3 separate regions of the Gossypium hirsutum genome follow, and all the other regions are linked to region 2. Evidence: chromatin contacts called from public Hi-C data. All regions are on one chromosome and are shown on one strand. The core of a region is the stretch at or near the end of the contact, and the rest is flanking DNA. Distances in the headings are between cores, read along the strand shown.

Region 1 (3,963 bases), core at 191-2,690, 110 kb before region 2:
TCCAGTCTGCTTGCTTCACTTTTGACAATTGTAGCACATAAGTATAATCTATAGGGATGCAAGTCAGTGAAAGTAATGTTTTTGTTCTGGTTCTTCTAATTGATCAAATATCTATGAGAAAAATATATCATACTATTACCATTTGCTTTCCATCAATATTCCTTCAGATTCACATCTTTACAATTTTATAAATGTTTGATCAGGTAAATAAGGAAATTGTGAAGATCCAAAGAGTAACTGCCCCTGTTGGACAGATGCAGCTTAAGAGCCTTATCGAGGCCCATGTTGTAAGTTCACCTTGAATTGTCCAACAATCATAATGAACCAGCACAATGAACACTTTGACTTGTCACATATTTCTTAGGTTAAGAGCCACTGCTTGCTGACAAGTGGGCAGTGGCAGAGCCACTTAAGACTGTGGTCTGGCTAAGTTTTAGTATTCTCTTATGTACATGGTGAATTTAGTTTAGGCTCTTCAAATGGTACATGAAAACTAATCTGCCCCCCTCAAAAATCTAAACCTCGAGTATAAAATGCTGTTAAAATTTATAGGAATTTCTTTTATATGAAGTAATATTTTAAAAATTCAAGATTCCCAAAAGATTAAATATTGAAATCGTGATGATTAACAGTTTTTTTGTATAGTATATTCTTCAAACAAAATCTGTTCCTACTAATGTTAAGTGATTTGTCCATTAGCAAATAGTTGTCACAAACACATCAATAATACCTTTCTTTTATATGCTGAATTGTGATGTATATATATATATATGCACACATGTATATTCTATTCTTTTGTTTCAAAATTCGTATTAGATTTTCCAAACGAAAATGAAGTCTTGAATACACTAGGCTATAAATCAGTAATATGAATATAGAAATATATAGTCATTTATTATGATTTTTGCTAATTGTAATTTTATCCCCTGCTGCTTCTTATATTACGGAAAACACTTTGATTTTCTTTATTTTCTGAGTGAATTAATCAAGGACATTCTCTTTTTCAATTTGAAGACTACGATTATAATATCAATACTATCTCATGTAATGATTATTGCCATTAACTTTAAAAACTACTTTTACAAATGTCGGATTTTCTATTGCGGTATAAGTTCTTTATGTGCTTTGCCTTTATTTTCTTGAACAATGTCCTTACTTTAAATCTTCATGGTGAAGGAAAAAACTGGGAGTGCCAAAGGCTCTATGATTTTGCTTGAATGGGACAAGTACCTATCACTGTTCTGGCAGCTGGTTCCACCTAGTGAAGAAGATACCCCGGAGGCTTGTGCTGAGTATCAGAGCACAGCTTCGGAGAAGGTGACGTTGCAGTCAGCCTGAGTTAATGATCAGACCATATGTTCTCTTAGAGCATTATTCTTGCCCCACACTGTACAGATCAACCAAAAGGGGATTGTTGTGGGCGTCGTGAATGAATGCTATCTTGCTTGTGGGAGTTCAGTGCGGGGAGAGGAAGAACTTCGGTAGTATATGGTGTCAGCATTTGGTCTTTGTCAATCCATCCGAAAGCATTCAACCTCCAGGTGTTATAGCAGTTATGTAGTCATCATGCTTGAAAGTTGTAGATTCAGATTAGTTTAGTTTAGTTTAGTTTTCATAATATTGTCCAAGGTTTATTTGGGTGGCACGCTACTCGCTGCCCTTTTTCCATCCAATTGAACTTGGTTTGTTCTACGCTCGTATTCAGTGCCATTACTTATCGTACTTTGGGTCAAAGTGTATTTTTTATCTTCACTATTCTGTCAGCCAACTGAAAATAAAAGCCTTGCGATGCCAATTTGTCTGAATACTAGTTTCACAGAGCCCAAATGGACGAGGACATGACTATCTTGTATGGCAATTATCCTACTACCATGATATGCTAATTGTGCATCCATCTTATAAAAATAAGTGCAAAACAGGTCAAAATGGAATCTGTTGGTTTGAAGAGCTTCCATTTAAGGGTATTTTGGCTTGGCTTTAGATAATGTGTATTATATTAGTTTATCAGTAATCAAACTGACTTAATAAAAAAGGTCCATTTGAAAGGATTAGACTTGGACAAGATGAAGGGGCAACCACTTGGATGAGTTTACATAGTATTTGAGAGCTTTAAATGTAAAAAAAATGATGAGACCTAGAACCAAGGGAGCTGCTGTAAATGTTTTCCTGATTAGAGCTGTGAGGATAACGTCGGAGTTTGTCACTTCAACCAAAGACATTTTAGCAATTAAGTTGTAAGTTAGGATTCATTAATTGAGTTGCTGCTGCCATCTTTTTTATGGATCAAATGCCCTTTTAAGGTATAAGGATGAAATTGAAATGATAGATTAGTGTTCCCACGCCCCTTTTGGTTGAGTAACGAACAAAGATAATCATAGGATTCTAACCAACTCTCTAAAATATGAACCTAGCAAATTAGAGTGTTAAAAGTTGCAAGCTTGATGTTGAGTTGCTGCAAATCTTTGAAGCTCAAACAATAATTGAATCTTGAAAGAAAAACTCTCTTGAGTAATTTTATTAATAATAAAAAAACAAAAACAAAGGTACATATCCTAATGGCGATCATGCCTTCCTATATATAGTTTAAAATTGGCTTGCAAGTTAAGAAACTCTAAACCTCTTAAGATTTAGTCAACTATCTTACAATGCATGCAAGCTAATTCTTCTAAGACCTACTCAAACTACTTGACATGCAAGTATGTAGCATTTGCAAATATTTTTATTGATTTGTATCAGCCACTTGCTTGCCAAGTAATCAATTATTTAACTCTAAGAAATAAAAAAAGTAAAATAAATAGACTTACTTGGAGTGTAATTTTCGGGCATGTGCAATGCCTTTTACTAGAAATGAGGGTTAAACTTATTACAAAATTCTCCAAAGTTACTTGATAAATAATAAAATTGCTAGCTTCCTTCGACGGGAATGGGAGGTGCAGGTAACACGAAGGGAATCGGCTAGATGCAATAGCGGTTATGGCACTTGGGAACCATTATGGGATTCTTGTCTTTCCACAAGCTCCTATGGATGTGCTACAATTGCTACAAGATTATGAGAGTGGTTTAGAGAGGATGAGAAGGGTCTCTGTTTAGTTTAAGTTCTCTTCAATACAAAAAAGAGTCTTACTTGACACATACTTGAGTCTGCTCTCCAAGTTTCTAGAGATTTGAAGATGATTCTAGAACTTCAGTTTGAAACTCACTTGAAATAAAGCTTTAAACAAAACCTTGAATTCCATTCTCCAATTGTTTAGTCTTTGTAATAGGGCCCAATTGACCCAATAACCAAATTACAGACCCAACAATAGATACAGGCCCAAACCATTAAACCAAAAATCCCAAAATAACCCTGGCCCAAAGCAAAGTTAAACCAAAAAACCCTAGAGTAGTAAGCAGCGCCGCAGCAAGCCCCGTTTCCAGCATACTCTCCAGGCGTCGCAGGACTCGGAGTCGACCACCTTTGCGCGCGCTGAAATCTCTAGAACTCCTACAAAAACGGACTAAGAGTCCACAAAGAAGAACATTGTAAATCAATACATTTTCTTAGGCTATAAAAGGCCTAGATCTGTACATTGAAAGAGAGGGATATTTGGATAGGGAGTCGAGAATAAAAAGCAGTAAAAAACTTGTTTTTTTAAAGGTGATTTCTTCTTGTTATTAAAAGTGTTTATCGTTTTTACATTTTTTTATTTTCTTTTACTTTTCATTTTGTTTCGTTTAAAATAACAAGGGAAAAGGAAAGGAAAACTTACCTGAAAACGCCGTGCCACCGCCATCTCCGTCGTGATCGGAGTTTTGGTGAGAGGGCCGATCGAGCGGCGGCGCAAGGACGCTAGGGTTCCTAACCCTAGCAGAGCAAACAAAAGGGGGGGCCTCTGTTTTTATTGTATTTTTTTTCTTTTTCGGTTGCAACTGATTTTGAAAAGAAAATTTGTTTTAAATAAAGGATCAAAACGGCGCCGTTTT
Region 2 (4,064 bases), core at 408-2,907:
TTGAAGAGGAATAAAAAGAAAATAATAAATAAGGAGGGCTTAGAAGGCAATTAGCCACATTTCAATTTTAGTGCGCCCCACACGCACAGGAGCAGCAATTCAATTTCAAAATTCAAAATGGTAAATTTGCATGTCAAGTCCTTGAAACTACAGAAAGTTACATTTTAGTCCTTTGGCACCATTGGTGCCGCCAATGTGATTGACCTGATCAGGCTGTTGTCAGGTTTTTTTTCCTTCTCTTTTTTGGTTTTTTTTGGTATATTTTGGTAAATAAAAAAAAGTTATAATATTTTGGTAAATAAAAAAAAGGATAATATTTTGGTAAATTTTTATTTTTTTATAATATTTTTATAAAAAAACCCACCTCCATACACTCTTGTATATTTAACTGTATTGGTTAAAATTAAAGTTATCTAAATAAATTTTTTGCTGTTTTGGATAAAGTAAACTAAAAATCACTTAATTATTAGTAAGTTTGTACTTTGGTCACTCAATTTTAAAAAAAGTTACACATTGATCTTTGAACTATTCGAAAGTTACAAATTAGTCACTCAACTATTAGTAAGCTTACAATTCGGTCATTTAATTTTAAAAAGTTATAAATTGGTCACTAAACTATAAGTAAGTTTATACTTTGAATATTTACATCATTACTTCCTAACTTGATAATCTAAACAATATCAACTAAGGGTGGAGCCAGAAATTTTGAATTGTGAGGGTCAAATTTTGAAAAATTAAAATGATTATAAAGGTCGTATAAACTAATAATTTGGTTTTTTTTTTTGAAAAGTTGTGATTGTGAGGTTGATAATATAGTTTTTGCAAATATGCATGCCATTCTGAGGTTGATTGTATCATTTAGATATGTAATTTTAATTCTTAATTTTGGATCGGCTGAAAGGTTTTCAAAACTTAACTCTTTAGACTTTTTTCAAATTAAATCACTTTAGTTCTTTTTGGTGTCATGAGAATGCAATATGTCAAACACAATATGAACACAAACACAAGATTCACAATAATGACACTATCAACAATATTTTATAAATAGAAATGCTAAATTTCTAATCAATTTTCAAGAAATTCGATACTATAAAGGCAATCAATCTTAATTTCTCCTAGTATTTCTATTAATAAACCTATAAAAGTTATTACTCAATCAAGATATTAGGAATCTCATACAAAATCAATATTCCAAAATCATTTGACGAATAAAATAGAATCTTGCATAGAAATCCCAATCCTTTATAAGAAAAGTCACAATCCTAAATTTTTAGATATTAATCAATAAAGTTTGGAAGAGTTATTATCAAATTAAGAAGACTTACTTAAAAGTATTGAAAAATTAATTACATATAATATAAAAATTATAGAGTGTGCAAGAGAATAAGAGAAATTTAAGAAAAATGATGAATGTTTATGTAAATAATAGGCCTAAGGGTTTTTGAGTTTTAGTAGTGGAGAAAACAATTTTTTATATAAAATAATCTTTTTTCAAAAATTTTGATGGCTCATTTAAAAAAAAAATGAGGTCAATTCACCAATTATATAAATTAAAACTTTTTCGTAAGTCTTCTTTTAACTTTTTCTTTATGGGGTCCACAATCATGAATGTGGCTCCACCACTAGTATCAATAACTCAAGCCCCAAGTTGGGTCCAAAAGGAATGATGTTGGGCCTTGGTGCAATTGAGGCTGATTGGGCTTGCATGTGATTCAACCCAATCTGGAAACAGGAATAGAAATTAGAATTAATTAAAAATAAACTAATGAAAGAAAAATAACAAGGACAAAATATGCCCTTCCACCCCCCTAATCAATTGTAAGTCTTTTCAAACTCGAATATAAGTAGCTGATGTCAATTGTAAGGATAGAAAAGTTATATATACCTCCACTTTTCTAAGAAAATTGATAAATAAATAACAACCCTGATTAAATCATGAAATATTTTCTTGAAATTAAATCCCTTCCATGCTCCTATCAATACCTTTAAAAACAATTAGTAGATATTAGTAATTGATCCAAATAAATGCTAAGTGGTATTGAGTAATTTATTATTAGATACTCTCGATAGACTTAAATATAATTATATATGAACCTTATGTGACGGCCTAATGGTCAAAAGTATTTATTATCCCATGTGTGATTTAAATTCGAGTCGCGCTAATTACGTTTGTTATTCGAACTTTACACTGTTATTATAATTTACTAATAAAAAAATTCATATATATTATTTTTGCCCCTTAGTCATGAGATGAAATGTGTATATGTCATTTAGTGCAGAGTATGTGAATATAAAAAAAATAGATTTAAATAATTTCTCTCTGAATTTTGAGTAGCATCACCAAAAGGAGAGTGTCATTAGCTTGTCCTTTTTGCATAATTGATGGTTATTGACAAGCATCACCAAAAGGAGAGGTGTCGTTAGCTTCCTTTTTGTCTGCTGAGGAGTCATTTCAGTCTTTTCCTTTTTAATATTCTTTTTAAGACATTTTAGAAAGAAAAAGATAGGCTCTTTTACATTAATAATACAAAACAATTAAATAAGAAAAAATTTATCTTATGAGAATAATATGTTTTGAATAGTGTTTTTTGATGTGGCCATGTAATAGACGACATCACCCTTAAAAGAATTCCAATTATAATTAAATCATTTCAGGTGAAAAAAGAAATGTTTTTTAATTGGTGTTATCAGTTTGTATGGAAACATTGAAATTTTATTGAAGAAATACGGGTAATTGCATCAAATATAAAGGAAATTTGAAAATTTACAGTTAATATTGATATCGCCCGATTAAGTGGCGACCCTAGTTTAAAATTTGAAAAACAAATTTTTTTGCAATGTATTAGGGGTGAGACTGCCATAACTAATTGGTCACATCAGCAATAAGAGTGTCAAGGCAATGCTACCTGACAATCGGTCACGGCAACCCCTCCCCCAATACATCATTTATATATATTAATTTCACCTTCCAGACCAATATTTAAACATTGATCCCCTCCCCTCCTCCCACACATATTTTGGAGTTGAGCAAGGGTACAAAAAAAAAAAATTCTCCTCCCATACAAATTTTAAACAGAAGCAACGGTTAAAAAAACAACTTATCACGAGTTGGAGTTCTAGGGCATCTTGTGAAACTTATAAGGTTCAGTTTTTTTTTTTTGTAATAATTTATATATTATATGCTTATATTTTATGTGCAAGGTTTAGATTTAGAGTTTAAGGTTATATTATATGTTTATAATTTATTTGTTGGAGTTTTGGGGCAACTTGTGAAATTGTTTCTAATATGTATGTTAAAAATTATTGATTTTTTAAATAAAACAAATTATGTTTTAAATTTATATGTTAATTAATTATGTTCATATTTTACTTATTGTGTTTTTGCTTTAGAAGTCAGTTGTGAAACAAAGAGATAAGTGTGTGTGATTGAAGTTTTTATTTTTGTTATTTTTATGTTTGTAATTTATATTTTAATAGATTAGTTATGTTTATATTTTTTTAAATAAAGATACATATGTTTTAATATTTATTTGTGTAGAATAGAAATTTCTAGTTTCAAACATTCGAGTTAAGGTAATTTGTTTTTGTATTTTTCTATTTAGTTGATGGTTATATTATTATGCCGATCTTTCAATTAAAAAATACAAAAAAAAACTTATTTGCGAAAATGAGTGAGATAAGAATTATTTATGTACAAAAATAGGTTGGGTTAAGAATTATTTACGAGAATGTTGTTATTATTTAGGGTTATTAATCTAAAAATACAAAAAAATTATTTATGAAAATGGGGTGGGAAAAAATATTTATTAGAATGCTTAGAAGCGTTATATTGTTTTAATATAATATGTTTATTCAATTTTGTTTATGTAGATATATCAAAATGACTTCATTGATAAGAGCAACCGATAATATTGCTTTGATGATTAATGTGTCGATCAAAAAGTTGATTGCTACTTGCTATTTATTTAAATAGGAATGTTATTTATTTAAATGAAAAAACATAATTGCTATTCATAATTAATCTATAAAACTGCATATATCTAAAATTTTAGTAATGGTGTAAT
Region 3 (4,042 bases), core at 188-2,687, 65 kb after region 2:
CTAATAAATATCTTTAAAATAATAAGTATCTATTTAATATACAAATAAAAATATATTACAATGGTATATATTTATGTTTTACACATGTATTATTTAATCATCATTCATTTGGCACAAATACAATATCATGATAATAATAATATAAAACCATAATAATGGTCAATAATTATAATAATTATATACATGTAATATTTATATATAACTTAAATAAATCTTGGATTTTAATGCATGTATGCCGCCTCATTTTATATAAATGGCTTAATTGCCATTTTAGCCCTTTTTACTTTCTTTTAATCTATAATTAGACTTTCATTCTTTATTCAATTTGATCATTTTTCCTAATTATTCTTAATTAGACTAAATTCACCTAATTAATACGTAATTAAGCACTAAACTAAACTCATAATTACTTCTAATAATTATTTATGACTCAGTTTACTAAGACGGGGGCCCGATAATGTACTTTTCCGGTATCCTCTTTTATGCACGTTTAGTTACTATTTTATGCACAATTTCTCTATTCACGTTCATCATTTCCACATCACTATCACATTCACACTTGATGCACTTACAAGTGCCACTACAATGCTCAATGAGCCACAATCATTTTAGTTCACATAGATGTGCATTAAACCAGTAAACCACTTATCATATACTGATATTTTCACTTATTACTTGCTATATTATCACATCTCATATCCAATCACACATCACATGAACACCATTTTTCAAAATGAGGCAAAGGTATAAAAACACTTACATTTGGAACTTAGGATATGTGTTTAGGCTAACCTAAGCTCCCAATTAACTCAATGAATCATGCGTACAAATAATTGGTCCTCTTCTTCTTTAACTGCAACATGTGCTCCATCTTGCTATTGATTTCTTGTTTCCTTGAAGAACCTCTAATGTGCCCCATCAAGTTGCACCTTCTACAGTTCACATCTGGCCTTCTTCAACACCTAAAATAGAGATGGTTTTGCTTTCCACAATACTTATATGAAGAGTACTTGTTGGAATTTCCAACACCACTACCTTTTGTAGTAACTTCTGAACCACTATTGCCACTACTCTTCTTCCTATTCCACTTATGGTCCTTTCCTCCTTCACCCTACTGCATCTTAGCCTTTAATGCTCCTTCTATGCTTCCTTCCTGCCTTAATAGCCTCCTCTGCTCCTTTGCTTGTAAAGTACTGATCAACTCCACTACACTCAGCTGAGTCAAGTCTTTGGTGTTTTCCAAAGAAGAAATTGTTGCTTCATACTTCTCAGGCACAAAAACTAGTTTTTTTTGCACTAGTCTACGATCAGAGAGATTCGTCTTAAGAACCATTACCTTGTTAGCAATATCTATCAGCTTGTCTAAGTATTCTTTGATTGACTCAGACTCCTTCATCTGCAGCCTCTCGAATTCTCTGATCAAGTTCAAAAGCTCCATGCTCTTAATCCTCTCATCTCCTTAATACTTAGCCTTGGGGTAGTCTCATATCTCCTCTGTTGATCCAAAAGCCATAAATCTATTGAATATGGTTGGTGAAATAGTAGCTTAAAAGCAAGCGTTTTCTTTTGCCTTTCCTTCTTGGTGGTTCTCTCGTTATGCAGTTTAATCTGGTTCATAGTTCGATTGTTGAGAAGTAGAGTCACCTCATAGTCTTCCTCAACAACTTTCCAATAATCACAACCCTTCATGTATGCTTGCATTCTCATAGCCCATGTTTGATAATTCTCTCCATCAAACACAAGTAGGGCTAGAATAGACAGGTTGCTTGATCCTAATTCCATTTTTCTCAATTCCTCACAAGTGTATCTCTTAGTTTTTCTCTCATGATTCTCACAGGGCTTCTCTCATAGGTCCCTCAAGAAAAAAGGTTATTGATACCACCATTGTTTCAGCAAAGAGCTAACTGAAGGCATAAAAACTGAAAATGGAGAAGGATGATCAAAATTCATTAACCAAGCAATGCTTATATACATGACTCAAGCTAACAAACTCTAACAAACCTAGCCCCCTACTTTTACTAAAAAGCTTACAATCTCCCTAGTACTTTGACAAAGACTTTCTTAATGAAAAAGAAAGACTTTGCAACCCTTGAGACACTAACATAATCATATTTACCACCTTGCATGTCCAACTTCTCCAATTTTCTACAAACACAACCCCCTAAATGTGGGTATTGGTGCTTTGGAACGCTTTCTAAAATATTTTAGTGTATGAATGATACATTAAAATATTTTAATGTATGTTATTTTTTAAGTGTATTAGAACTTAATTGCTTTGTATAAAATATTTTAATTTTGCTATCTATGAATTATATAGTATATATTATATATATGTGAAATTATATATGATTGGATTGTATTATTAAAAAATACCAATTTTTAATAAATTTTAAAAATTTAGATGTGTTTATTAAGGGAATGCTACTAGCAACCTCGTTTTGCGGCGTTTGGAAGAAAGAATGCCATAAAAAGCTTGGAAGTCATGACTTTATCCACTAACCAGGTGGATTTGCTCCTTTATGTTGTCGTGACATTGCTTCCTTCAAGTCGTAGTGCTTGCCATTTATTTCTCCATAATTTTCATTTAACATCCTTCTTAACTTACACAATAATTGCAACATATTAAAAATAAAGAAAAATGCATTAAGTTGATTGAGCGCTAATTCAATTGACATCAATGCTATTGCGATAATAAGGAAGATGTGAGCTTGAGCGTTTACACTTTTCCTTTTATTTAAGGATTTAGAGGGTTAAGAATAGAAAATTGCATTGTATAAAAAGAAAGAAAGAAATGAATGAATTGAAATGATGAAAATTAACAAATAAATACCTAAATTCTAAAACATGCAAAATAACACTAGAAAACTAGTAATATTTCTCTAAAACAAAGATTGACACAAAGGTGAAAGTGTGCTAAAATATAAAACAAATATACAATCATCAGAATCCGACGTGGGTTCAAGTGTAATAAGTGAGGAACCAAGTGTCCTTGCATCTAATGTCCCATTGTCCCTTAGTCTTACTCTTATAGTGAAGTAAAAGTGTTGGGCCTTCGCCACATTTGTTGAGGGCCCTTCGATTGTTCTTAAAGGGTCTCAGTCTCCCAGTCTTCCTGGATTCTAACATGCAAATTTAATTTAAGAGCTAAATTTAAGACAACTCTAGGCAAGTCGTTCTCTAGAAGGAAAAATTTGCCCATTCGGGCTTGTCCTCCCTAACTTTTGGCAATTGCTTTAATAAAGCACAAAGTGCTTTTTATGCCCCAAAAAGGAAGTTAATTACATATCACCTTTTAGTGTTAAAGCAAGATAATGACAAAAGTTTTAGAAAGTAAATAAGCAAGTGGAAACATGAATAGATAATAGAGTTTGCTACAAGCTTTTGAAACATTTTTCTTTTAACTTCATTATTATATGAAACTAGTGTGCATTCACTGCAAATTTAACAAGTTTCATCTTCAAGAGGTTAATTTAAAACTTTATTTTAGAAAAAAAACATTAACTTATTTTTAAATTAAATTACACACTCATAAAATTAAAATTTAACCTGAATTTTTCTATCAATTAATACCAAAAATAAATAAATCTAATATTCAAATAAGGAACATATATCAATCCATAAAAAGACAGGTTGACGTTCAACGACTATATATATAAAGAATAGTTGTGTTAGATATAAATTGACTTAAATTATATTACGATATTGATCACTCTATAATGTTTAAATTTATGACTAATTTACATATCTTTATTTGATCTAATTTGTTCTTTCTATAACTATAATCTCATTCAAGTAATTATTTTGATAATTCGCGTGACTTTTTTAAAACATTTATTTTAATCTATAATGTTAAAATATTCTCTTTTATTGTTATTAAAAAATACATCAATATTTTATTGTAAAAATTAAATTATATTAAAAATATAAAATTAAAATTTTAATATAAGCATAATAGAAAAATCAAAACTCAATCACCCCATTTTCTTATAAGGTGAAAAAGGAAAGAAGGGACACTGTCCACGAAGCCTTTTATATAGTTTTT

Evidence for each region. A called contact is a pair of places that touch in the nucleus more often than the background predicts.
Region 1: a contact with region 2 is called in a Hi-C map of leaf, with 2.6 times the contacts expected there. The contact joins two enhancer-like sites. A contact is called at or near these places in 4 of 34 Hi-C or Micro-C datasets (leaf and petal).
Region 3: a contact with region 2 is called in a Hi-C map of hypocotyl, with 3 times the contacts expected there. The contact joins the promoter of LOC107921508 here to the enhancer-like site in region 2. A contact is called at or near these places in 7 of 34 Hi-C or Micro-C datasets (hypocotyl, leaf and seedling).

Annotation. Positions count from the first base shown.
Region 1 is chrD01:60,497,316-60,501,278 of Gossypium_hirsutum_v2.1, forward strand. LOC107921512 (ferredoxin-dependent glutamate synthase, chloroplastic) reads left to right here. Exons shown (of 34, transcript XM_041087544.1): 33 at 204-287; 34 at 1,177-1,805. The coding sequence ends at 1,338. Among protein-coding and RNA genes, the nearest start is that of LOC107921512, 33 kb to the left of the region's middle. Within about 2 kb of position 1,441, at least 2 of the 9 cell types and tissues checked have an H3K27ac peak or open chromatin away from gene starts, as enhancers often do. A contact at or near this core is called in leaf, where this site is marked.
Region 2 is chrD01:60,603,679-60,607,742 of Gossypium_hirsutum_v2.1, forward strand. No RefSeq gene overlaps it. Among protein-coding and RNA genes, the nearest start is that of LOC107921509, 10 kb to the right of the region's middle. Within about 2 kb of position 1,658, at least 3 of the 9 cell types and tissues checked have an H3K27ac peak or open chromatin away from gene starts, as enhancers often do. A contact at or near this core is called in hypocotyl and leaf, where this site is marked.
Region 3 is chrD01:60,668,449-60,672,490 of Gossypium_hirsutum_v2.1, forward strand. It overlaps LOC107921508, which reads right to left and starts at 1,438. Exons shown (of 1, transcript XM_016851353.1): 1 at 1,112-1,438. The coding sequence starts at 1,438. The coding sequence ends at 1,112.